Regions from separate parts of the Mus musculus genome. Here regions 1, 3 and 4 are each linked to region 2. Evidence: chromatin contacts called from public promoter capture Hi-C data. All regions are on one chromosome and are shown on one strand. The core of a region is the stretch at or near the end of the contact, and the rest is flanking DNA. Distances in the headings are between cores, read along the strand shown.

The links. Promoter capture Hi-C pulls out the DNA fragments that hold promoters and counts their contacts.
Region 1: a contact with region 2 is called in a promoter capture Hi-C map of liver, with 5 times the contacts expected there. The contact joins the promoter of Tomm6 here to the promoter of Aars2 in region 2. A contact is called at or near these places in 6 of 39 promoter capture datasets (the C10 cell line, the SN4741 cell line, hematopoietic stem and progenitor cells and 2 more), 1 of 484 Hi-C or Micro-C datasets (B cells), 3 of 115 datasets of contacts at active chromatin or transcription factors (astrocytes, large pre-B cells and thymic regulatory T cells) and 3 of 9 other capture datasets (adipose tissue, liver and pancreatic islet).
Region 3: a contact with region 2 is called in a promoter capture Hi-C map of liver, with 4 times the contacts expected there. The contact joins the promoter of Mdfi here to the promoter of Aars2 in region 2. A contact is called at or near these places in 2 of 39 promoter capture datasets (both in liver).
Region 4: a promoter capture Hi-C map of liver shows a contact between it and region 2, with 4 times the contacts expected there. The contact joins the promoter of Usp49 here to the promoter of Aars2 in region 2. A contact is called at or near these places in 5 of 39 promoter capture datasets (the HPC-7 cell line, hippocampal neurons, liver and 1 more).

What each region holds. Positions count from the first base shown.
Region 1 is chr17:47,686,962-47,692,341 of GRCm38.p6, forward strand. It overlaps Tomm6 (translocase of outer mitochondrial membrane 6), which reads right to left and starts at 1,425. Exons shown (of 3, transcript NM_025365.3): 1 at 938-1,425; 2 at 227-327; 3 at 1-47. The coding sequence starts at 1,065. The coding sequence ends at 231. Prickle4 (prickle planar cell polarity protein 4) reads right to left here. Exons shown (of 7, transcript NM_001290337.1): 2 at 5,374-5,380; 3 at 4,396-4,503; 4 at 3,613-3,750; 5 at 3,097-3,300; 6 at 2,321-2,525; 7 at 1,513-1,878. The coding sequence ends at 1,556. Tomm6os (translocase of outer mitochondrial membrane 6, opposite strand) reads left to right here and starts at 649. Exons shown (of 3, transcript NR_045945.1): 1 at 649-1,156; 2 at 1,607-1,688; 3 at 1,769-4,131. It also overlaps a transcript of Frs3 not described here.
Region 2 is chr17:45,505,212-45,510,232 of GRCm38.p6, forward strand. Aars2 (alanyl-tRNA synthetase 2, mitochondrial) reads left to right here and starts at 1,630. Exons shown (of 22, transcript NM_198608.2): 1 at 1,630-1,870; 2 at 2,308-2,499; 3 at 3,270-3,415; 4 at 3,654-3,821; 5 at 4,185-4,329. The coding sequence starts at 1,643.
Region 3 is chr17:47,832,015-47,837,194 of GRCm38.p6, forward strand. It overlaps Mdfi (MyoD family inhibitor), which reads right to left and starts at 1,277. Exons shown (of 4, transcript NM_001276390.1): 1 at 930-1,277. The coding sequence starts at 1,005.
Region 4 is chr17:47,627,908-47,632,640 of GRCm38.p6, forward strand. It overlaps Usp49 (ubiquitin specific peptidase 49), which reads left to right and starts at 2,783. Exons shown (of 7, transcript NM_198421.2): 1 at 2,783-3,008. All of the region lies in intron 3 of Gm20517 (predicted gene 20517), which reads left to right.

The DNA of each region.
Region 1 (5,380 bases), core at 175-2,674, 2.2 Mb after region 2:
ACAGTAGGCTGTCTTTGGAAAGTCTGAATACACAGGAGTTCCATTCTCTGTAAGCAGATAACAGCATCAGAAACGGGGAAACACAGGAGAACTGCTCTCACCTAGAAACACAAGGGCAAGGCTTTACCCCAAGAATCTTCCCTACTTCTGTGACTAGCTGACAGAACATACTGCTGTCTTCATCTTTTAGGATTCCTGAAATAGGCAGGGGAAAGTGAAGTCTTACCTGGCTACACCCCTGGCTGAGGGGCCATCAAATCAATGTCACTCAAGTTCCTGGCCAGCCAGACTCCCGCAGCAAAGAGTCCCAAATTGAGGATCAAGTTCCTGGGTCAAGAATACATTTCATTAACCCTACAGTCCGAGAGTCTCATGCAGCTAATGACATACTATGGCAAGTTTCCTCTCAGCACCACCTTCTGGAGGTGCTGACTGACACCTGATACAGGGGTATGTCCTCCTAATATGCACATGAGAATTTTACGTTCGCATCTACTAACACAAGCCAAGGCCAACTTAGTACTCTGCGGGGGCTAAAATTTGCTTATGCGTTGGCACCCCTTCCCTGCCTTCTAGGTTAGGGCGATTTCTTTAAAAATATGACGTTCTTTAATTTGTGTATGTGCGTGCGCGTGCACGCGACACAGCGCACGTGTGGAGGTCAGTACAACCCGCAGGGGTTGGTCTCTTCTTGTACCCTGCGGGTCTCATGGATCGGCGGGTCCCATGGATCCCAAATCCTCAGGCTTGGCGTCTGAACTATCGCTGTAGCCCGGAGCGTCATTCCTTGAAAGCCACGTGACAGGGTGTCTTTTGCCACCACGAGACCACAAGGTTCTCAAAGCGATAAAACCTCTGGGGATGCATGCCAGACTCACCAGGTAAGGAAATACAAGTTTAAGTTTATGAGGACCAGAGACGGCCCGGGCTTGGTTACCTCCGGAAGTCGTTTCGATCGGTGGCGAAGCGGAAGACACCGCGGAGCCAGTCTCCCACGTTGTCTGGAACCTCTGAGGCCTCGCTGGCCGACCCGGCGGCGCTCACCGTCACTCCGCTGGAAGCCATACCAGCACTAAGCACGTACCAACCGAGCGTCGCACCGGGTCGTCGCAAGCCGATTGCGCAACTTCCGATCTCCGCACTTCCGCCGATCAGCGTAAGAAATGAGCGAGAAGGCCCGCCCCCACCTCCTCCAGGAGTTCGTAGAGCCAGGACGCCTGATCGGAGGCGGAGCCCCGCGGCCCCGCCTCCCAGGGACGGGGGTCGGTTCCCAGTGCTGCTCTACAACCCAGTTAGTTTAAGCAAGGTGATGACGGTGAGGCTAGCCCAGCCTCTGCGGATAGGGGTTAGCTCACCCTGTAGGCGCTGGGCAGTGGGATGCTCCCAAGAAAGTGTCTTTCAGGTCAGAGAGCGTGCAGTACCAATGGGATTATCCCGCGTGCCTGGCTGCCTTCTGTGTCCGGTCTTTACACAGCACAGCCTTGTTATCTCGCTACATAAGTCCCCCCACCCCACCCCACCCCAATCCCACCACCCTGATCTCCAGGCCGCGCCACTAACAAATGGTGCAGTGCTTCCTGGAGATGTCTCTGTCATCTGCTTGCAGGTTTTCGGGGGTCTTCCAGGGCTCTGGAAGGCGCTGGCCAAAGAAAAAGCCTTCGGGTTCCGACTCAGAGGAAGAGGAGCAGGTGGGGCAGGGGCTGTCCTCTATGGGACTCCCGGGTGTCTGTGGGCCGTCTCTATCCTGCCGTTTGGATGCCCCATTCAGGGTTTCCAGGGTGAGAGTGGGAACTGCAGAGAGAAGCGCAGCTCGGGAGGTGATCTTGTCATCCGAGGAGGCACGGTTCCAGCCGACGCTTGGATCGGGTCCTTCTTCCTCTGTTCCAAACCCATCAGAAATGCCCATCTCAGAGCCCCCAAGTCCTTGTGCAAGAGGCGGGCCAGGGTTGCGTGCAGCCTCCCGCCCCGCCCCAGGCTGTGCCGTGCGCGCCACCGCTGCCGCCAGTCTACCCCAGGGGCCCCCCCGCCTCCGTCCACCAGTGGGCGACCGCCTCCCCCGCCTGGGAGCGAGTCCGGCGCCGCAGCCCCGCCGGGTGGGTTCAAGAGGCCTTTGGAGCTCGCAGGCCAGGGACGCGCGGTGAGAGCTGCGGGCCCCAATGCTCGCGTCTGGGGGTTGCGGTGGGAGGACTGGGTGTTGCTGGAGCGGGTAGGACAGCGTAGGCATGGGGCGAAGGGTTCTGATCTGGGAAATTACCCCCTTCTATGCTCAGCCCAAGCCGCCGCTCCCTCCCCTTAAGATCTGCACCGTCCCCTCCTTTACCAAAAGACGCTTGTCCTTCCGCTACTCCTACTGAGCTAGAGCCCGCACTTCTGTAGCGTTTTGAGAAGCAGCTGGGGCAGCATGGGCTACCCCCCGGCAGGGCATAACGTCCCCCATCCAGGGGCCCTGCGCAGTCCTGGCAGCAGAAGTGGTTCTCGTGCCAGCGCTGTCCCTCTGCTTCAGTGCAGCGCTGGGAGAAGATCAGCTGGGTGAGGGAAAGGAAACCGATTCATTCATTCATTCATTCATTCACTCACCCATTCTTTCATTCATCCAATAACCACGCCTTATACCCATTAACGCTATGCCCACAGGCGTTCTGATTTGAAGTACTTTGTGACTTTTGGATTCAGAGAGGGTGATTGGCTTTGGGCCGGAACGTCCACGTAGCAGGTGGCCCAGTCCGAAGTTGGACCCCAGAGCTTCCCTAACTCCTATCCCAAGATTCAATACGGCCTTTCATGTTGATGTTAAGATCCTTCTAGAATTGGGCAAGCACAGCATTGATCATCTGACATAGTGATGAGATAAACACCTGCTCAAGGATCCAGAAACGTTCTGAGTCCAAACTAATTTAAGGACCTCTGCTCGAACTGGGGAAGAGAGAGAGAGAGATAAATAAAGGCAACAGGTCAGGTCCCACAGGCCCATACCTCAAGAGAACAAAAGGGAATGGGGTGGCCCTGGCTGGTTCCTAGTTCTGATGAGCCTGCAGCCTGTTCCTTGTCCCTGTGTGTTCCTGGGAACTCCCCTAGTGCCTCCTCTTGGTACTCTACCTGGTCACAAGCTGGACATCGAGGTCGTAAGAGCTCCGCATGATGACGGCCACAGTACAGGTGCCCCTCGTGGTAGAAGTAGATGAGGTTTATGAGGCCCTGGCCACAGGCCTGGCAAGCAAAGCAGGGTCTGTGCCAGCAGCTCTGCTCACCAGCCCTGGCCGCGAACACTCCATACTCCCCTGGATCCAGTAGCTTCTTGCACTGCCAGGTGGGGGGGGGGGGGGGGCACGACACTGAGCTGATCAGAATCTGACGCTTCTCTTCTTAGCTCCTTTCATGGCTCTTCTACCACAACCCCCAATCTGACTGTTCTCATATGTGCTTGCAGGCCCCTCTCCCCAAGAAAGGCCACCAACCCCCCCAAACCTGGCTTCCATTTTAACATTTACCAAATCACTGCTCCTGAAACCACTTCTCCACCAAAGTCCCCCAAGACCCTTCTTCAGAAGCAAGAGAGCAAAGGATAGAGGAAGGGGAAGGCTCAGGGATGGAGGAGGGAGGCAGACTCCCTACCTTCTTACAGGTGTATCCTTCAAGCTTAGGAGGCAGTAGACGGGCCACCCCCTGTCCCAGGGATTTCTGCTTCCGCTGGGCACAGAAGAGTCGAAGTTGGGCCAGTTCCTCCTCCCCTAGGGCCAGACAGTAGCGTTCCTGCTGAAACAGGTTCCCATGCACCCAGACCTCAGGGTAGAACACCAGGAGGACCAGAAAGCTCTGTAAGGCTTAGATACCAGGTCAGAAAGAAGTAGAGCCTTGGGAGAGAACAGCACATGTGCTCAAAAAAGGGAAGAGAACGCAATTCGTTCTGTTCATTCTGGGGCCCATGGAAATGGCCACCACATAGGGGCCCCTTAGCACTTTGAACAGTCACCAGATAGCTTGGCTCCTGTTCCCATGAAACTAGATCTCAGCATCGCTTTCAGGTCTGTGTGTTCTCTCTGCTTCATAGCTGCCTTGGCTCCCCTAGTGAAGTCTAAGCCTTTAGGCTGTACACGGTGGGGCCTCAATAAATGCTAAACGATCATATTTCTACATTTGTGCATTCCATTCTTGATTTTCAATGCCGTTCATGTTCATTTTCCCATTTGCTCTTGAGCTAAGTAAGCTTTGTGGTACACAGAACAGATATTAACTATACCTGTTATTAGACTCAAGCTAAGGGGAATGACTTCCACCAGCTAGTGGCAGAGCTGGACTTTCTAGTCAATACCCCCTGGATTCTAAACCAAGAGTCTTTCCACTTATTAACAATGTGGGGGAGAGGGAGGGAAGAAGGGGATCAGAGGAGAGACCCACATCACTGTCCTGTGGAGGAAGCTGCTGCAGGAGAGTCCGAAAGCCAGGCCAGTTTGAAACTTGGTTGATATCCAGGCAAGGTGGGCCCAAGCTCGAGCATGTAGCAGCCTGAGGAAGGACACAGGAGGAAAAGGGAGGGCTAGGCTTTCTCTTCCCTTATCACCTCTCTTCCAGTCTACAGCAGCTCCAAGCATCCCACTGCACCGGAGGGAAAGCCCTCCAGTTCTTCACTAAGCCAGAATAAAAGGTCCACCACTCCTGATCTGAGGCCTGCCTGGGAAGAACTCCCAAATACTATGTCACATATTTGAAGCTCTTCCATTCACTTCTTCCCTGGGGTCAAAGTCCCTCTCATCTGCTCTGACAACTCAGGCCAGACCTAGGAGAGGTGCTATATGGAATTTCAAGTCAGACCTCCAATTCCTGGCAAGAGAAAGGGCCTACAGAGTAGCAGTGCATCCCTATAATGCCACCCACTGAGAGGCTGAAGTAGGACTGAAGGCTCAAGGCTGCATAACAAGAGCTTGGCTCAAAGTAGGGAAGAGCAGGGAACAGAAAGGTGGCTCAGCAGACAAAGCCAGGCATCACCATGCCTAAATTTGATTCCCGGGACCCACATGGTAGAAGAGAGCTGATTCCAACAGGTTGTCCTCTGACAAACTCACATGCATGCACACACGCTCACTCGAACACACACAAACACACACTAACTAAATAAAAAAGTTGGAGGGTTGAGACAGGGTCTCTCTCACCTGGAACTAGATACTCAATATATAGACCAGGCTAGCCTTGTACTCACAGAGATCTGCCTGCCTCTGCCACTGAGCTCTGGAACTAACGGTGCATGGTCACACTTGGCTAACAATGGTTTTGTTTTAATAGAAAGAGAAATGCAAACTATCAACTAGTCGGCAGGAGGGAAATGGGGGCCAGAGGATGAGACCATGGCAGTCTCAGAAAGAGTGGGACTCCTACAACCTGAGCA
Region 2 (5,021 bases), core at 380-2,879:
AATTCACAGAGAGCCACCTGCCTCTCCTTCCCAAGTGCTGGGCGTAAGTGTGAAAGCCACTATGTGCTGCTTTTGAGTTAGTCTAAAGTACAGATTCGCTACTATAACACAAGGGCAGAGGATCTCCTTCTCCTCTAGCTGGGAAAACGGGCTCATCGCAGTTAGTTAAAGAATTTCAGTGTTTTCTCAAGGTCACCAATCTCAAAAATCCCCATCTGGCTTCAGGTTTCTGTTCCAAACACCCTGGAGGAAACCAAAAGAGGCAGAACAACACCTTTAACCTACATGGAAAAGAGAAGGCAGAGGATCACGGGATAGATATACAGGCTTGTCAGAATTCACTATTGCTATAGAAACTCAAGTCCAAAATAGACTATGTATTCCCCGAAAAGAAGCTGTGCTTCAAAAGTTCAAAAGACCCAAATAACACACAAAGACTGGTGGCCAAAAGAGCCCCCTGGGTGGCCAAGGCTGTCCTTCTGACCACAAAGACCTCAGTTCTGTAACCTCTAGTGCAGTGGCTCTCAACCTTCCTAATGCTTCAACCCTTTAAAACAGTTCCTCATGTTGTGATGGCCCCTAACCATAGAATTATTTCATTGCTACTTCATAACTGTAATTTTGCTATTGTTACAAATCGTAATGTAAATGAATGATATGCAACCCTATGTGGTTGCAACCCACAGGGTGAGAACCACTGCTCTGTTGGGTCTTAAACTTGGCAAATCCCTTTCTCTTCCTAGATCTGCTAACTTTCCCAGACTAAAGGTCAAGCAAGGTCATCATGAGAAGTCCTTGAGCTGTCTAGCTGCACCCACAAGGTCTGTTACCATAGAAAGGAAGTCAAGGGGACTGGGCCTGCCAGGACAGGTATCTCTTTTCTCTCAGCAAAATTCAAAGCCTCAGGGCCCTGGGAGGCTCATGGAAAGCCATCGCCACAGCTCTCAGCCAACAGCTTTGTCCTGACCTGTCGACCTGGATTCTCTCATCCCCAAGCAAATTAAAAGACCAAATGTCATTAAGCAATTAATAATGGAGCAGATGCAGTCTGGCTTCTGTGTCTCCACCAGACTCCTGCTCCAAAGAACCTGCTTCAGTCCCTAAGGACAAAGTGGCTCTGCAAACCGAGGGCAGAAGAGGACCTGGCAAGGTCTTAGAGCAGTGCCTGGCACTTACGCAGGGTTCTTGACCACCTCTTGAATACTCACGATCCCTTGGCACTCTTCAGCCTGGATCAGCACAAACCACACGGTCCACGCACCGAATTGCACCCACACCTGTTCCTTTGCAACTCCACAAAATCAATAGCACAACAACCATTACTGCCAGAATACAGATTTTGGAAGCAGAGGCATTGTGTTAATATTGCTACTAACGTTCAAAATACAGCCTAGCATGTAATGATCTTTTTATAATTATCTGTTCAATCCTGGATGAATTAAGGGCCTACTCTATGCAAAGTTACGGTATGCTGAGCCGCTCGCCAGGGGAAGAAGTCCCCTTCTTGGGGAAACACTTTCACTAGAAGCTGAGACTTGCCCCCCCCCCAAGTCTTCCACCCGCCAGGGGCCGCTGTAGGAAACACTAGGCGTCCTTTCGAACGTCACTCTTTGACCCCGCGAAGCCGTTGCCCGGAGCTAAGATGGCGGTGGCGTTGGCTGCCGCAGCCGGTAAGCTGCGGCGAGCCATTGGGAGGTCGTGCCCATGGCAGCCTTTCTCAACCGAGCCCGGTCCACCCCACGGAGCGGCCGTGCGGGACGCCTTCCTGAGCTTCTTCCGAGATCGCCACGGCCACCGGCTCGTGCCCTCCGCTACCGTGAGGCCGCGCGGCGACCCCAGCCTGCTTTTCGTCAATGCAGGCATGAACCAGGTAGGGGCGGGGCCACACCGATCGGGGGCGGAGCTCGGGAGTCAGCCTGAGAAAAGCGCTTCAGGATTGGACCAAAAAAGTGAGGGGCGGAACTCTGAGTGGAAGAGAGGCTGGGTAAAATGGGGTGGGGGCCTGGTTAGGTCTTGGGGAATTAGCTTGGAAACTTGTGGGGAGAAATTAAGTTTATTATCTCTGGATAGCAGCTGTGAAGTCCTGAGGGGCAGGCTCTGAGTGGAAGACTATTTAAATAAATAAAATTCATCCATTGAGTAGACATTTATTGCACTCCTGCTAGGTGCTTGGTAATATTCTTGAAGCTTTGATTCTGTCCAACCACTTCCCTTATCTGTAAATTTTACTACTTTTTACTAGGCAGAGTCTCTTGTTTAAGTTCATTTACCTCTTCTCTACCCTTCCTGACTTTTATGTGCTTCTAGTTCAAGCCCATCTTCCTGGGCACAGTGGATCCACGAAGTGAGATGGCAGGCTTCCGACGTGTAGTTAATAGCCAGAAGTGTGTCAGGGCTGGAGGACGCCATAACGACCTGGAGGATGTGGGGCGTGATCTCTCTCATCATACGTTTTTCGAGATGCTTGGCAACTGGGCTTTCGGGGGTGAATATTTTAAGGTGAGTTTCCAGGGAGCTCTAGAGTTAAAGTCTTTGAACCCTGAGTGCTGGATGTTGTGACCAAGAGCTAAACACAGTGTGTTATAGGGGAGACAGAAAGATGACTGGGTTGGTAAAGTGCTTGTGGATTCCCCAGAACTCGAATTTAAAGTGCGGGCTAACGGTGTGTGCCTATGATGCTGGAATGGCCAGATGGGAGATGGAAACAGATCCCTGAAGAAGTTCACAGACAAGCTAGTCTGGCCAACATCAAAGTCCCAAGCTAATGAGAGACCCTGTTTTAAACAAAAATTAGCTCCTAAGTACAGTCACCCATAGTTGTCCTTTGACTTTCACAAGCACATGTCCACATGTTACAGGTGTGTACACCACACATACACGGGCACGGGCACACACATACACACACGACATCCAATAGGAAAGAATATGCCTCACTTCGCTGATTGAAGGAAGGGGTTGTCTCCTGCTTAATGGCTATTTAAAAGTTAGCTGAGCAGATAGCCAGGCAGCTGTATTGAGATTGTCATTGGACATGAAGTCCCCAGGTCAGGGTGTGTGGGTTGAGAGGCTTAAGGAGAAGATAGAATTCATCTGGGTCTGGAAAGAAGGTAGGCTTGTAAGAATGGGGACAGGAAAAACTCAAGGCAGAAATGGACATGGCTTGATCTGAAACTAGGGTGGGTAGTGGGAATGGTTTTTGTCTTGGCCTCATGATCTTGGGTGGCCCCAATGTCACATCTCTCCACCCCCCGTGGTGGTTTTGCCTACAGGAGGAAGCTTGTAGCATGGCCTGGGAACTTCTGACTCAAGTCTACGGGATCCCTGAGGACAGGTTGTGGGTCTCCTACTTCAGTGGTGACTCCCAGACAGGACTGGACCCAGACCTGGAGACCAGAGACATCTGGCTAAGCTTGGGGTAAGTCAGGCCCCTTCTTCTGTCCCTCACTGGCAATGGGAAGAGTGGAAAGCAGACAGTCAGTACAAACCCTCATGAGTTCGGTATGTGCCAGCGTCCTGTATGTCACTCAGCCCTAGGACCCTTCTTCCTGAGCTGGACTTGGGTGAGAGGTTGTCATAGCAGGAGGCAGGGAGGGAGAGGTTGCCAGCTTCTGAACATGCCAGTCTCCCACCACTTATATGGCTCTCTCCCCCAGAGTGCCTGCCAGCCGTGTGCTCTCCTTCGGACCACAAGAGAACTTCTGGGAGATGGGAGACACTGGGCCTTGTGGGCCTTGTACTGAGATCCACTATGACCTGGCTGGGGGCGTGGGAAGCCCCCAGCTGGTAGAGCTTTGGAATCTGGTCTTCATGCAACACTACAGGTAATGGTGGCCATGGCTACCATTAGTTGTTGGCTTAATTTAAATGTTTTTTAAAAAGAAAAACTGATCTAATTTTCGTCCTTGTCCATGACAGCCTGGACTAGTTAGTTACTGATGCTCTCTGGCCTCCTGTCATACAGTGGAGTTAAGCTTGGGGATTCCTATGGTTTTCTTCTAGCGTATCTTGCTTGGCAGGTCTCTCTAAAGACAAAGACTCTGTCTTAGCGGGCATGTCTAGGTCCATCTGCCCTCAGGTCCCTGCTACTCTCACGCCGTGGGTTATCAGGTTTCTGCTGAACTCGAGCACCTGCCTCAGACCTGCCAGACTCAGTTGGCCTCACCTTTCGCACTTTTCCTGGCCAGAGAGGCAGATGGAAGCCTGCAGCTGCTGCCGCAGCGACATGTAGACACAGGAATGGGCCTGGAAAGGCTGGTGGCCGTCCTGCAAGGCAAACGTTCCACCTACGACACCGACCTCTTCTCTCCACTGCTCGACGCCATACACCAGGTAAGCTCCCTTCTGCCTCAACTCCATTGTTTTGTTAGTTTTCCAGGTGTGTGTGTGTGTCCGGTATTGGCATTATAAGCATATGCCACTGTGCCAGCAATTGTACGTGGGTTGCAGAGGTCAACGTTGGGTCCTGGTGCTTATGAGGTAAACACTCTACTAGCCGAGCCATCTCCCCAGCCCCTCCTCCCCTGGTATTGTTGAAAACTTAAGAGTATTCCCAACATGTGGTAGACGGTACAGACCAAGGACCCCAGGGTATCAAGTATACTGCTGCCTGATGCCCCTCACTCTTCCCCACATCCATTCAAAATGTGCATGTGTCCCTTATGAAAGGTTCTGGGCTTGGGGCTTAAGTGGACACTGAGGCAGATCGTCTATTTGGGTAAAAGAGTTATTAAAAGATTTATTAACTTCACAGTCAGGAGCATGGCAGGACTCTGAAGAGAGTTCAGACCCCAACACCATTCTCCAAGGCTGAGTGAAGGTCCTTTCTTTTTTTTCTTTTCTTTTTTTTTTTTTTTTTAAAGATTCATTTATTTATTATATGTAAGTACACTGTAGCTGTCTTCAGACACTCCAGAAGAGGGCATCAGATTTCGTTACGGATGGTTGTGAGCCACCATGTGGTTGCTGGGATTTGAACTCAGGACTTTGGAAGAGCAGTCAGCACTCTTAACCACTGAGCCATC
Region 3 (5,180 bases), core at 27-2,526, 2.3 Mb after region 2:
GGTTTTGGTGGGAGGAAGGCAGGGCCTCTGACTGAGCCCAAATAGGGGCTTAAGTCAGGAAACCTGGGCCTACACCTCTGCACCCTGGCCACTCTGACTCTGAACGAATCTGGATGTCCATATGAGCCTCTAGGAAACTCTAGACTGTGAGGGCCGGGGGTTGGAAGGCTAAATTGGCAGAGGTGCCCCCAGGGAACCACACTCTCTTCCTTAGTCTGTAGGCTCCTGGGGCAATCAGGGTAGTTTAGCCTCTGAGGTGGGGGAAGGGACATTTTACTACGTTGTAGATTGTGTGTGTGTGTGTGTGTGTGTGTGTGTGTGTGTGTGCCAGCGTGAGTCCCATATAGGGTAGGGTAGGGACTGACGGGAGGGAATTTCAGCTAGCAAGAAGGAGAGAAGGGGCCAGGTTCCTAACCACTAGTTGCTGAGACAAAAGTTTTCAAAGAGCGCTCCAGCTACATTCTGCTTAGTTTGGGGGAAGGGAAGAAGAGAGACTCAGACACTGCCCCCCCCTCCCTGCCACACACCCCGCCTAAGGCCCTCATAAATATTTACACACTGGGCAGAAATGGTTCGGCCACAAATCCCAATATTATGGGCAGACATCGCAGACATCACGGAGTGTGTGTGTGTGTGTGTGTGTGTGTGTGTGTGTGTGTGTGTAGCTGGGGCTAGGGGGAGTTGGAGCCAACTCTGCACAGCCATGGCCGCCTGCTCCGGGCCCTGCCTCCTCACCCTAGCCCTCTACTCCCCTCTTATCCCCTTGGACCTGGTCCCCAATACTGAGACTTCCCATCCCCACCCCCACCCAAGCTCCTGGGAGCCATCCGCCTGTACGTCTCCAAGAGGACCAACAACCCCACCCCCAAAACTTCTCTCAGCCTCCACACCACTCTGGTCTAACCTTCGATCTCCATTCCCGCTCCTACCTGGGTCCAGGGCAGCGCTGGGGACTCCATGAGGCGCGTCGCAGCGAGAAGGGCACTGACCGCTCACCTGGGACATCGGCCTGGGACCTGGAGAAAACAGCGCTCAGCGGGCGGGGCAGGCCTCCCTCGCGTGTGCGTGGGGAAACGGAGTGGGTGCCCTAGCGCATACTCGTGCAAGCTGCGCGCTGCTGGCCTAGGCAGGTCACCTCGTGGACCCCGCCATGCGACACCTGGGTGTCGCCCGCGCCCCCTCCCCGCTCACTCGCTCTTGGCTCCCATTCCAGCGCCAGCTCGCACCCACCGATCGCCCCTTCCTTCTTCCTTCTCTCGTTCCAGCCCCCTCGCTCCTCCCCTCTTCCCTGGCCCACCCCGTCCCCGCCCCCTCCTCGCTGTCTCAGCCCCCCTCAGGCGTCCCCTCCCCCGTGCGGGACTCGCTGCTGCCAGGGCAGGACACGTCTGTCCGCGGGGCGTCCGAGGCCTGAGCCCCCACAGGAAGCCAGCTCGTCTGGTTTCCTCCCCTCGCTCAGAGCCAGGATCTCCAGTCTCCCCAGATCTCCGCCTACCCAGGGCCGGGAGAACCTCGCGGCTTGCACAAGGGGCCGCATGTTTTCCTTCGGTCTTAAACTTTGTAAAAGTTTCCAGAATATCAAAAGAAAGAAGTCACAATCATCCTGGGACAATGGTCTGAATAGTAGTAGCCCTCAAATCGCGTTGTCCCGAAGATCAGAGCAATCTAGTTCTTTTGGTGCCCTTTGTTCAAGTCCTGGATTTCCATTTCGGAGCTGGGTGCCTGGAGTTAGGGGCTCAGTCCGTCAGAAACTGGCTCTCCGGGAAGCTGGGCTGGTGTCGCATCAGCCTCCTGGTCCCATAGCAGCCAAAAACACCCCCAAGGCCCGCCATCCCCGCCAGTGCCAGTTGGACACGGGAATTCATTTTAGACAGACTGCCCATCACCAGGCTGTCACTCCAACTTTCTCACACGAGGGTGAGTGTAGAAGGAATTGAGGAGAGGCCAGTCTGTTGATCCGGCTGGTATGGTAAGCTCTGGCTGTGCGGAGGAACTGTCACCAAAAAGTGGGGGGGGGGCTCGGAGACCCTCAGAGTGACCCCAGGAGCTTGTAGGCAGCCAGGTGGGGCTTGGCAGGTCCGTGGAGGTGATTCTCAGGTGAGAAGTCCCTCTGGGACTCACACTGGACCTGAGCTGCCTCCAAGCCCGGCGGCGTCTGGGTCCACACCACCAGAGCTAATTAGGGAGGCGGCGGCGCCAGGACACCTCCTCTCAGCCTGCGTTACAACCGAGAGGAAAGCTGGGACGCCAAAGATGGAGCTCCCCCTCGGTCGCCTCCCAGTCCTCGAAGTCACTACTTACAGCTCTTGTAGGTCTTCTGGGCGCCGTCGGGGCCGGGACCCGCGTGGCCCCCACGGCGCCCGCAGCTCTCTCACCGCCCTCGGCCACGTTCCGGGGATAGGCAGGGGTGGCTGCGCTGGGGGGAAAGTGGGACGGGAGGGAGTCCCGCCCTGGACGTCTAGATGCTCGCTGCGGGAGACTTGGCGCCCTAGAGCCTCGGAGGTCAGGCTGCTGTCTGGGGGCGTCGCAGAGTTTGGGAGCACTCCTCCTTCCTGGTAGCGGCTGAGTCACTGCGACGCGCCCGCGGGAGGGTTTGGCGGCTGCTGCATTCTTCCCGGCTTACCTGAGCCGGTAGGCCGGGCCTCACCTGCCTTCAAAAGCAGCTCCCCAGTCTCTCCTTAGCTTCAGCGCCCCGCCTTTTTAAGTTTTTCTGTTTCAGATCAGGGCCTCTGGGACTAACGCAATCCTTGAGCCTCTTTGTTTCTAGGTCGTCCAGGAGGATGTCAAAGCGCCCCACCCCCCCTACCCCGTCAGAAGTCTACCTTTACATCTGTGTGCAGAAACACCTTCACCTCATGCACGCTAGTCACACAGATGTGCCCCCTTTGAGGACACAGCAATCAGAAGAACTAGACAACAGCATTTGTGATACTGTACCAAGTATCACAAGGGTACTTGTGGTGCGGGAACTTCCTGTTGTTGGGACAACATGCAGTCCAGTGTGGCCACAAAGTCCTCTGTGATGAGCTGCTGCTCCTACTTCCCAAGCGCTCTGATTACTGGGCCCCACATCTGCTTTGAGGGGCTCTAGAGATGAGGTTTCCTGTATGCTGGGCCAGCACTCTTCCCACTGAGCTATCTTCCCACCATGAGCCTTTTGGTATGGTACCTAGTATTTGAAAAAGAAAAAAAAAGCAGCATTTTGGTAAGGAGGGATCAAGGTGACACAGAATCTCGTTGTGTCAACAAGCTGGCTTGAGCCTCCTGACCCTCTGGCCACAGCACCCTAGATGCTGGGATTACAGGTGAGCACCACTATGCCTTGCTTCATCGAGTTGTTTCTTATCATTATATTATTTTTGAGACAGGGTCTCACAATGTTGCCATGGCTGGCCTGGAACACACTATGTAGATCAGGCTAGCCTCAAACACTTGCTTTGCCTCCCAAGGGCTGGGAGGTGTATATCCCTAAGCCCCACTATTGCTAGTACTTTTAATTCTTAGAGTATTATATAAAATAATGAGTTTCATCATGTGTCATTCTTCCGACTCGTTCCCCTCCCCCACTGCCATCTCCTTTGCCCCCTTTAGCTGGTTGCCTCTTTCTTATATTTATTCCCAGACCCTTGCTCCTCTCTAGCTCCCTTCACATCTTTTTCTATCCCCTTTCCTGGAGTTTCATCACATGCATATGCATATCTGTAGATACATACACATACACGGCTGTACCCATATGTGTCATCTTAAACCAAGGCTCCACCTCTGAGAGAAGATGTGCAGTGTTTGTCTTTCTGAGCCTGCCTTGTTCTGCTTAACATAGTTTCCAGTTTTAGCCATTTCCCCCGCAAACATCACGGTTCCACGTTCCTCCAGGGCTGCATAGAATCCTATTGTATGTGTGAGCCAGATTTTCGAAATCCATTTATCCGTCAACGAGCATCAAGGGTGGTTGCTTCCTCTATGAACAGCACAGCAGTAAACACGGTGAGCGGTGAGCGAGTGTCTCTGCGGTCCTTCAGGTGCATTCCAGGAAGGGTATAGCTGGGGTTAGACACCAGCAGAAGCTTGCGTTCAGTGTGTTGAGGAGCCTCTACATGGTTTTCCATCTGGTGCAGGACCACATTCCCACTGGCAGTGAATAAGGGCACCTAGCCTGCATTAGTGGCTTCTCCCGTGCCCCTTGATGACAGCCATTCTGACTGAAGTGAGATAAACAGGGTTGGATGCCCTTTTGACATCTGCACCTGAGCCAAATGGTCCACCTAGTCTTGCCCTGGTACTGTCTCCTCCTAAGGGACTTGGCCAGGCTACCTAAGACACATTTCATGTGGCGTTGCTACCCAGGCATAGCTCCTTCCTTCCTTCCTTCCTTCCTTCCTTCCTTCCTTCCTTCCTTCCTTCCTTCCTTCCTTCCTTCCTCCCTCCCTTCCTCCCTCCCTCCCTCCTTCCCCCCCCTCCCACCTTTTATTTTCCAAGACAGAGCTTCTCTAACCTGGAACTCACTCTGTAGACCAGGCTAGCTTAGAACTCACTGCCATCCTCCTGCCTCTGCCATCCCAGTGCTAGGATTAAAGGTGTGTGTCTTCACCACCCAGCTTTCTTGAAACCAACTGTTAAGTACAGAGGAAAATTCAGCCTAGGACCTGGCACCCCCATCTGCCTGGACCATGTTCCCCAACATCTGGGCAACTCCTTTTTCCTATGTAGACCAGGCTGGCCTTCAACTCACAGAAATCCATCTGCCTCTGCCTCCCAAGTGCTGGGATTAAGGACTTTTGGCACCTGCCTGGTTTCTCTTATTTTATTCATGCTTGTACATGGTATGCATACATATGTGTGGGTGCATAGACATGTATTGTTGTGCATCCCATGGTTGCTGAGACCTAAGATTGATGCAGGCTTTCCTCTTTCATGCTACTCATTGCGGAAAGGTCTCTTCTCCATCATACCTATGGCTCACAGATATGGCTAGTCTTGCTAGCCAGCTTGTACCAGGGCTCCCCAGACTCTACCTTTTGAGGCTGAAGCCCAGGGCAGGCCTCTGTGCCCCAACCAGCATTTACATGGGAGCCAAACTCCCATCCTCACACATTAACTGCTCCCATCTGCCCAGCCTGTATTTCTAGAAAGAAATATAGCAATATTTCTTTTTTTTTTTAAAGATTCCTTTTTGTTGTTTTTAA
Region 4 (4,733 bases), core at 1,533-4,032, 2.1 Mb after region 2:
CCTTATTGCTCCTGTGTGTTGTTTTCTAAGACTTATTTATTTTATGTGAGTGTGCTGTCATTCTCTTCAGACACACCAGAAGAGGGCATTGCATCTCATTACAGATGGTTGTGCGCCACCATGTGGTTGCTGGGATTTGAACTCAGGACCTCTGGAAGAACAGTCAGTGCTCTTAACCACTGAGCCATGTGTCTTTTTTCTTGTCAGTGCAAATGACAGTCAAACAACAAAGGCTGCTTATTTTCCATATTATTTTAATACTACTTTGGGTCTCAGAGACCCTCTGGAAGGCTCTTGAGATTCTTTGCACTTTCCAGGCAGCACAGACTTCAAGAGCCAAAGATGTAGTATGTAGTATGTGGTGGTGGGTTGATTTTCCTTCTAGCTGTTGGAAGTGCACAACTTCCTCACTCAGAAAAGCACCTTGTTAGGGAAAGAACACTAAGATACTGCCTGCTCCAAGAAAGCAGCTGGGAGCTGGGCAAGAGGAGAAAGGCACCTTTTAAGGTTTTTATTCACTTTTGTAAGGAGTCACAACTTAGAATTCCCAAAGAAAACTGTTAAATGGGACAACAACGAGAGGCACCAAGTTGTGGCTCTAATTAGGGATCTGTAGTCCGGAGACTTCTTGAATTATACTGCAGGGTTCCCTCCACCATAGGAACTAAACCCAGGGCCTCAGTCCTCTCCCAGGACTTGAGTTCTCCTCCTGTGCCACAATCAAATTTTTGCTTCCTTCATATTTACAGACATAAATCCTTGAACCACTGTAACATATAATACACGTTTATTTCTTATTGTTTTTCTTAAAACAAAAGTGTTTTCAGCCGCCTAAGGCTGTCTTGGGTGTTGTAACATATCTTATTTGGAGGGACCCTTCCCCGCAAGGTCTGGCAGGCCAGTGTACCCAGGAAGCTTGCCTACCTTGCAAAGGGAGTCTTTCTGTTTCAAAATGGACCTTATCCCTCTCGGAAGTCCCTGGGGCTACTGCCATCTAGGTCTGATTTATTTCCCAGTCCCCATTTGGGGAGCGATGAACCTTTTTCCGTCCCGTCGAAGAGGATTTCATAAGACAGCTGAATGCCGCCTGAGTCATCCGTGGTAAAAGTCCACACGTACGTGTGTGTGTGTGTGTGTCAGGGCGCCAAGAGTAACTGTGTGTATGTGTGTGTTCTCTGGCTGCTGCTACACCGTAAAGAAAACGCAAAAAAAAAAAAAAAATACCCGGAAGTGGGAAAGGCCTCTTTGGAGCAGCGAGACGTGCAGAAGGTAAGCCGCAGGGTATGCAAAATTCCTTTACCTTTACAGATCGTAGGGGTGGGGGTGGGGCGCTCGGAAAAGTGCCTGGCCCTTTAAGGAGGAGGGCCAGACAGTAGACTCTGTACCTTTAAGAGCCTCTTTGTCTAGAAACCTTCTTCCGTACCTCAACCAAACTTTGCCGGTGACTCGCGCCGCGCCGCGCCGCGTCTTAGCCTCTCACACCGGCCCGCCACAGCCGCTGACCCGAAACTTGGTGCCCACGGCACAAACCTGCGTAAAGGGCGCGGGGCCCCAGGTCGCGGCCGGGAAGGTGCGCCGTTGGCGCATTGCGGGACCTGGGGGCGGGGCTCTGACAGGCGGGCCAATGGGCGATAAGGGGCGTGGTCCGCCTGCTCGTCTTGCGCCCGGGTGACAGCTCGCGCGTGCTGATGATGGCGGTAAATAGAGAGGGGAGGGAGCTGGGAAGGGGGCGGAGGGCCGGCGGAGCGGCCGAGGGGGCGGCCCGGGGGGCGTGAGGGGCCGCAGTGGCTGGGAGTTCGCGCAGATATTCGGAGGCGGGGACACGCGGCCCGGGCATGCCGGCCCTCCCCTTTTAAAGGAAAGGGAAAAAAAAAAAAATCCCCTCACACACCCGGTGAGGGGCGACAAAGGCGGCGTGCGCCTAGCGGGCGGGAGGAGCGGCGGCAGGGGGCGGGACCGCGACGCCGGCGGGCCCCGGGCGCCCGGGGCGGGGACGGCGGGCGGCGACAGCGAAGGCGCGAGTCCCGGCGCGCGGACGCTGCGTTTTGGCGGGGTGGGCGACGTCTGGGTTGTGAGGTGAAAGGTTTGAAGGGAGAGAGGGGAAGGCAGGCTGGGGCGGGGACGGAAGGGTTTGCTGAGTAGGAGATGAAGAGGATTAGGAGAGAAAGGGTTAGAAGCCGGAGAGTGGAGTGAGAAAGAAACCCAGGCTGGCCCCGGGATGAGGTTAGGAAGCCCGGGGCTGGGAAGAGGGATCCGGGGTCAGGGCTAGGAGCAGGGGTCTGGAAGAGGCAAGGCTTGGCAGGTGGGAGGTGTTGGGCCAGGGCCAGAAGAGTTGCAAGTGGAAGACAAGGAAGGAGCAGAGCCGGGGTAGTAGTTGGGAGTGGAGGAGAGTGATTAAGAGCCAGACGTGACAAGGGTGTGAACTAGTGCAGAGCTGGGGATGAGCTGAAGGGCTGGGAGCCGCTGGGGTGGGATCGACAAGGTGTGGGTCAGTAGCTGGTGAGGGGTGTAAATTCTGTAAAGTGAGGGAGACAGGAGACCTGGATCACAACCAGGTGGAATCAAGAATCGGACGTTAGTGGAAGGGCTAACGGGAAGCGAGCTGAGAGCTGGGCGTTAATAGGACAGTTCTGGGAGAAAAAGAAACAACGCTGAAAGGACGCTAGAAGCGGGGTGGAAGGAATGATGGTGAGCTGGGAAACTGGAGAATTGCTTGTCGAGGAGGTTCAGCAAGGTAAAGATAGTGGAGTCAAAAGATTGGCCGAAAGGCAACCCGAGGAGATGGGCCCTGGGAATTAAAGGATGGAATGGGGAGTGGGGAAAGAGAAAGGAGATTAAGGCAAGCTAGGGAAGTCCTGGTGGGTATAGAACTGGGGTGGGCTGCACAGGAGTGGGAAACGAATGTTTTGCCCTGAAGTGCCCCAGAAGGTCTGGAAGGGGCAGGGCACAAACGCTGTAGTGAAGGATCTGAAGTAGAGAGCCTTTGGTGCAGAAGATAAGGAACCATGGTGAGTGAAAGGGGACCTAGAAACAGGGGGAAAAGACTGAGAAGTGGGGGACCAGATGGGGGTGCAGCATAGGAGTTCTTTGTTAAGAGAAATGTGTATTGAATTTGTGAGTCCTTTTGTCCCTAATAGTAGGAAATTCCAGAAACCTTTTTCTCTCTTCAAGGAGTCTTGGATCCAGTTTCCATCTTTCGCCTGAAAATCCACTTTCATGTCCACTTTGAAAAGATGAGACCCATTTTTACTTGATTTTGTTCTTGTGGGATAGAAAAATTGGCAGCCTTGGGTGCTGAAAACCTCTTGGTTTCACTAATGTTGTGCTAAAGGGTAAATGAATTGTGTTTATTTACAATGTGCCTGTGGGATGTGGTAGTTGGGGTGGGTGGAGGAGCTGTTTTAGAGCTAACGACGCTGGCCAGGGCCAGGGCATCTCATTGAAGAGTACACCGTTGGGGAGAGAAAGACATGGTTCATTTGGTTTTTATTAATCAGACAGATTTCTGCCTAATTGTTTTCAGCAACTGAAGAATATGGAGAGAGAGAGAGAGAGAGAGAGAGAGAGAGAGAGAGAGAGAGAGAGAGAGAAAGAGAAATAACTAACCAGGGAAGTTTACTGAGCAGGAGTCTGAAGTCACTGCTCTAAGGGCGTTGAGTTCGTATGCTGCTTGCAGCTTTGTGTGGAACATTTTTCATGGGGTAATTTCTCCCCAGATCTTCAGACAGTGATGGAGAAAGGTTGACTGCAGAGCTGAGGAGAGTTTTAGAGCTGTGAACTCATCTTTTAGATTGCATAATGGCTTTATGAGTACCTTTTATGAAAAAACTTCTGTAAGATAAGATTGCAGTCCCTCTGCCTGTTGTATTGTATGATTGTGAATAGGAAGGGCATATTAATATTCTTTAGAACCCTTTGATTTGTAAGGCACATTTTTAATGAAAATAATTACATTTATTTGTATGTATGTGGAGCAGTTATGGAAGTCAGAGGACAACTTGTGGAAGTTGGCTCTTTCTTCGCATCATTTATGTACCGAGGATTGAACTCAGATAGTCAGGCTTGGCAGCAAGCTCTTTTACCCAATAAGCCATCTCTCTGGCACTATAAGACCATTTTGGAAATTAAAGGGAAGATGAGAATTTGGGGACAAATTTAAACTTATTCTTTATTGGTAGTGTGCTTTAGTGATTTTTCATTCTGAAGTGATTATATTTAATTAAGACAATTAATGAGTATTTTCTTCATATTTAATAATGTGAAAAGTAAAGTATAATTTCTTTTGGGGGGACAGGGGTACAAACTATTCTTGAATTGTTTTTAAATTTTATGTGTATGGGTGCTTTGCCTGCATGTATGTCTGTATACCACAGGCATGCCTGGTGTCTGCAGAGGGGCACTGCAGAAGCTGGAGTCAGATTCCCCAGGAACTAGAGTGACAGACGTTTGTGAGCTGTGTGGGGGTGCTAGGAATGTAGTGTGTGTCTTCTGAGAAGAGCAGCCAAGGGCTCTTACCAACTGAGCCATCTCTCCAGTCTTGTTCTCAAGGTTATTTCCTTGAGAACAACTACAACTACATTCAGATAAACAGTGCTACTGTTTCCCCTTGATGTCCTGAAGAGGTTGCAAGTGTTGCTGGCGGTGGAGCTTTTGTCTAGGGTGTGCAAGGTTGGTCCTCAGCACTGCAGGCAAGACCACCTCAACAGCCCCTAGTCTAGGGGCTGGGGGTGGAG